2 separate regions of the Anas platyrhynchos genome follow, and region 2 is linked to region 1. Evidence: chromatin contacts called from public Hi-C data. All regions are on one chromosome and are shown on one strand. Each heading gives the region's core, a stretch centred on a gene start, on an enhancer-like site or on the middle of the called end of the contact. The rest is flanking DNA. Distances are from core to core; before and after follow the strand shown. Region 1 overlaps CBLB (Cbl proto-oncogene B). Region 2 holds the start of CBLB (Cbl proto-oncogene B).

Region 1 (2,700 bases), core at 33-2,532:
CAGAAAACTTGGTGATACATGCCTGATACGCTATTACTTAAAAGAACACGAAACATTTCTTTACTGTGAAAGAAGAATGATTTTTAAGGAGTGGGTTAATACAAACATATTAAGAGTTCATAGGCATCATAGGAAATACAAGAAACTGCCTCTCAATGGTTTAGAGTATTTCTGGTTTTAATGTATTTCTCAAAATATCAGGGCAAGAGAAGTTAAGCTACAGAAGAGAAGAAACTTGTGTTCTTGTGTGCCCTGAAAATTCCTTTCAAAGGGACATCTAAAGGCTAGCAATGTAGAGATGAAATGCTTTTTTAAGTGATGCACTTGAGCAAAATATTGTAACAGTAAAATCATATTGTAATTATGATACACTCCCTAGGCAAATCCTAACCGTTATTTAAGCACGTATGAAGACTTATTTCAGAATGCATGCCTCTTCAAATCAGATACATGGAATGGAACAGTAAGGTTTTAGCACAAAGGCCATAAGAAACCGCAAATATGAAAATTTGTACAAAACAAAGGAAAAAAAAAGCTATCATAGATGCAACACCACATCTTACCAGGTACTCTCTACATTTTCACTGAAGATGGATGTGAGGAGGCTAAATCACATGAAAAATGTTTGTTACCCTAACTAAAGAAAAAAGGGAGCTGACTTTTGCCATACCAACGCCGATACTTCCTCACAAAAACACAACAATCTTCCTATTTTGTGGGATTAAGTCAAAAATGATGATCAAACATTCAGTACTCTGAAGATTTTTTGGACTGTGGTAATGTGTGCAATATGGTGTACGCTATATGGTTCACAGTGTACGGTAACAATATATTATTTCTATATAATTATTCCTATATAATAAGTATTAAAAAAATACATACAAATTCCTTGGTTGATTACAACCATCAAGCTTTTAAGCAGTTATTATCTTCTTCTAATGCTTGGACTTTCTACAGAGCATCCCATTACTGCTATATGAAGATGACATGACAGTAGGACTGAAAATCAAAGGGCAAGAACTTGAATGTATTGAAAAATTGGAAAATCTAAAATGGAAAAGGTTGGTACACTTGTTCTCCTAGAGAAGTATTTTTGCATAAAAGGTCAACTTCATTGAACATGTTAACAGTGATGGAATGAAAATCCTTTTCTTCAAAGCATCCAAATATACTGCCATGCTAACTTCTCTCTGGTCAGAGAAACAGCACTGAGAGTTGTGCATGCATACAAGGGAGAGGCAGGGGGAGCAGCTTCACTTTTACAGGATCTCCACAGAAAGTAGACTTGCTTTCTTCTGTGAATAAGCATCATTGTAAATGTAGCTTTTCTGTAACAACCCACAGTTGGCAAAACAGTATTTTGATTACTTCAACAATTGGGATTTTCTCTCCGTGGGTGTATGCACACACAGTTACGGAAGCAGTTTAAAAACTCAAGAAGTAAAATGTAACCTCTGGGAGAGATTCTCAGACCAAGTTCAGTGCAAGTTCACTTGAATACTTACACAACTATTGCACAAGATGGTAATCAGTTTGGCAAAAATTTTCTGCTTCTTTGTTAAATTTAAAGTTAATCCTAACCAGTTTTCTTTACTTACTTATATCAGTACTGCTGATCCCCTTTTCCTAGGGCCAGGCATGGTAACAAATGAAAAGAGCAAAGAAGCTAAGCAATGCCAATTCATTGGTTTGCAAATCAAAGAAAAAAATCTCATTTGAGACTTCTGTCCTGAAGTTTAAAGCAATCTACAGGACTCCATAAAGGGCCAGAAAAAAACGTTACTTCTCAGATCACTCACTTGTTTAATCTTTTACTTGATTTAAAAAAAAAAAAAAAAAAAAAAAAAAAGTGGTTGTTTGCTTTATCTGTGAGCAGAATGAGAGAAGGAATCAAACCCTATAGAAAAGAACCTTGAATAAATGCATTTCATAGTAATATAATGTTGAAGCCAATAGGCCTCTGATATTTTGCAGTGAAGTCTTGAGACCAAGATCTGGTCTTGACTAATCTGAAAATCTGAACAGATTGCCAAATAATGAATAAAAGGGAGAAACTTTGACAGAATAGAAATGGACCCAAGACAGCAATGTTCAGGCAGGAATGTTTGATCATATCTGCACACAAAAAGCAAAGCTTAGGGGGATTTTGCTGAACAGCAACACCAGGGAACCTCCCAAGTTTTATTCAAAGCACTATAACCTGCGTGACTTTGTTTTTAAAAGTGACCAAAACATGTGGTTAAATTAGAAAGATTATTTACACCTTAACATTTTCAACTCTGATACAGTTCTGACTCAGAGCAGAGAAGAGATGATCAAAACCAAAACTCTAAACTGAAACCGTTAATCACCTTCTACCAGATCTTAATATCAACTTTGTAATAGCCCCCTTTCCCAGAAGAACAAACCCAATGAAGCTAAACAGATCATCACAAAACAGCATGGAAAATCGAACAAACATACGGCCATGGCTTTGATGTAATATTGGTAATTTGAACATACCTCCAACAAGGTAAAGAACAATATGCCAGTTTAGCATTGTAGGGGGGTTAAAAACACATAAACAAACAATTAAATATTTGGATACTTCACAGATTACTATAAACAAAGTAAAAATCCAAAGTGACAAATTCAGAATCAATGCATTTAATACAGATGCAAACCAGCAAAGCCTTCTATATTGACTCAAATACTCAAAGA
Region 2 (2,798 bases), core at 292-2,791, 84 kb after region 1:
ATGTAGAATCGCTGAGTTAAGAAGTCATAACTCTAGACATACGGACCCAAGGCTAACAGGTAGCATTCCTCACTCTCCATGAGTTTCAAGAGGAAGCTGTCAATATCACTCACATGCGAAACAGAGCGCCTGTGCCCCCTGAACAGTTATCTGTATCATAATCAAACTATTCCTACCATCAGTAAGAAGCTCTCCTAGCTAATCTACAGCAAGCTGTCATCTTGTATAACACTAAATAAAATTTATCAGGCTGGTCCAGAGCACTAGGAGAAGTTCTAGAAAACTATACTCCCACTTCCTGAAAAATAAGTTTCAGTACGGTACACATCTGGTTTCAAAATGAAAATTAAAAGTAGTAAAAATTCACCAAAATGCAGAACACACACTTAAAAGGTAGGTGTGCGTACAAATCTGTTTACTAAACTGACAAGAGTGACATCCCCCAGTCCCCACGCACATTCCTAAAAGCACAGACGTATCTATGCTACCATCGTGAGCACGTCTCACAGGACGATTAGCTTAGCTGAAGTTTCATGCTTCAGAGGTCTTGTTTGCAGACTAACAATGTGATCCGACACGAAAAACACAGAGTGTGTGATTACCAGGCTAAGTTAAGCAGTTTTTCATTAGGACAGCTCAGCTTTTCAAGTTTGAGTCATTTTACAGGCTCTGAAAATAACAATAGCCTAAGGCAAACACACATATTTGTTTTCCTGACACAAACCAAGATTAAAAAAAAAAGAAAAAAAAAAAAGAAAAAGCATAGCCGGAGGCCACAGGGAAAAAATATAAATAAATAAATAAAGGCAAATGGTGCTTGAATAGCCTAAAACACTTCCCGAGGGGCACAGCACGGAGCTGGTGGAGCCGCAGGAGTGTCCCCCCCCAAAACCACTCTTTGCTCACCACTTTGTCCATCAGCTTCCAGGTCTTCTCCACAGTCCTGCGGTCGGCGGCTGCCTGCTTGGGGGGCCCCACAGCATCTTGGATGGCGTCGATGAAGCCCAGGATCCGTCCCTTGCGCGGGTTGCGGCCGTTCTGCGAGTTGGCCATGGGGGAGCCGAGCTGGACGCGGGGACAGACACAGAGACAGACAGACAGACGGCGGCTGCTTCACCGGCTGCTGCCGCCGGGGTACCGCGAGGCGAGGCAGAGGGAGAAGCCCCCCGGGCACGTTTGGGCACCGGGCTCAACTTTTCGCCACCCTCCCCGGGCGGAGCTGAAGCCGGCAGGAGGGAGCCCGGCGCTACCGCGGCACCCAGTGGTGCCCCCACCTCCTCCCCGGGGTCCCCCCCCAGGCACCTGCCCCTGGAGGGAGCCGAGCGGACAGACGGACGGACAGACGGGCGGACAGACAGGATACGTACGGAGCAGCACGGCCAGGCTCCCTACAGCGAGGGGGAGCCGCCGGGAAGGGGATGGGAGGGGAGGGGGGGGGTCAGCAGCTCCGCGCCCCCCGCCCTCCACCCGAAGCGTCTGGTCGGACGAGGCTGTCCTTCCTCCCTCCTCCTCCTCCTCCTCCTCGTCCTCCGGCAGCGGGCTTCACCGCCCCAGGAGGCAGGCGGGGCGCATCCCGCGCCGCCCCGGCCCTTGTCGCCGATCGCCGCCGCCGCCGCCACTCGCGATCGCGGCGCTGCCCCCGCGGGACTCAGCCCCGCAGGGAAGCCGGGTACGGGGCGCCAAGGGAGCCGGCGTCCTGCGGGCACATGCGGGCTCGGAGGGGACAGAGGGGACGCCGCGAGGCTGTGCTGCAGCGCGGCTCGCAGCCCCGGGCGGGCAGCGCTCGCCCCTCACTCCTACAAAGTGCGGCGGGCGGGCGGGCGGGCGGCCGCGGCCCCGCTCCCACTCCCACTCCCGCTCCCTCCCCCGCCCCGCGGCGCGGCGCTCCGGCGGCCGCCCCTCCCCTCCCCTCCTCTCCCCTCCCCTTCACGGCACGCCCGCCGCCGGCAGAGGGAGCGGGGCCGGGCACAGCGGAGGCTCCGCTCCGCTCCCCTCTCGCTCCGCTCCGCCTCTGCCTGACGTGGCAGGCGGTGACTGAGCGTGAAGCCGGGCGGCAGCCGGCAGGGGCTGGGAGTGATGGGGGAAATGGCCAGTGCTGGGCGCGGAGGGGAGGGGGACGGAGCTTCCTGTCCTGCCCCCGAGGCGCTGAGGGGGCGGCTGAGGGGGGCTCGGAGCGGTGTCGCACGTCCTCCCTCTCGCCAAAATGTGTTAAAACCCAAGGGTCTGTCACGCTGCCTCTGGGGCTTTTTGCACTCTGTGCTTCTTCACGCTCCCGAGGCTTGTTTTGGTTCGGTCTTGCGGCCGCAAAGAGCAGGAACTTGTGCGCCTTGAGCACGTCTGGTTCCTCTGCCCGCCCTGTGAGAGAGCAGCAGGGCTGCGCTGCGGCCGGGGCTGACGCTTCTGCTATTAATCTTCTATTAAAGCGGGCTGGAGAGCTACAAAAGGCATCGGGGGCTGTAACATTTACAGTGCAGTCCTGAAAGGCGCTGATCAAAAGTGCAAAAACTTCCCCCTGTGCCTACCTCGATGTCTGTGGGCATATAGTAAATATAAACCAAATGTAAACCCAACTGACCTAACACTACACATCTGTTTTAGGGGTGATTTTTTCCTCTAGGTTCTTTATATTCCCTGTGAAAGTTGGAGAGGGGAAAAAGTGAAGATGAGCCGCACAGGGTGCGAGACAGTTCATTTCAGATCCCTTTGAACACCTTCCAGGGCATAATTATGCTTTGTGAGTGTTAATGTTATAATTAATTATCACGCAGAGAAATGAAAATAAAGCGCTTGAAAACTTT

What was found. Hi-C and Micro-C count contacts between places; a contact is called where the count stands out from the background.
Region 2: a Hi-C map of subcutaneous adipose tissue shows a contact between it and region 1, with 2.4 times the contacts expected there. The contact joins the promoter of CBLB here to the enhancer-like site in region 1. A contact is called at or near these places in 2 of 8 Hi-C or Micro-C datasets (liver and subcutaneous adipose tissue).

The regions. Positions count from the first base shown.
Region 1 is chr1:91,533,144-91,535,843 of IASCAAS_PekinDuck_T2T, forward strand. The region is part of intron 5 of CBLB (Cbl proto-oncogene B); the gene reads right to left. Among named protein-coding and RNA genes, the nearest start is that of CBLB, 84 kb to the right of the region's middle. Within about 2 kb of position 1,283, at least 1 of the 8 cell types and tissues checked has an H3K27ac peak or open chromatin away from gene starts, as enhancers often do. A contact at or near this core is called in subcutaneous adipose tissue, where this site is marked.
Region 2 is chr1:91,616,697-91,619,494 of IASCAAS_PekinDuck_T2T, forward strand. CBLB (Cbl proto-oncogene B) reads right to left here and starts at 1,542. Exons shown (of 18, transcript XM_027449519.3): 1 at 1,368-1,542; 2 at 907-1,065. The coding sequence starts at 1,053.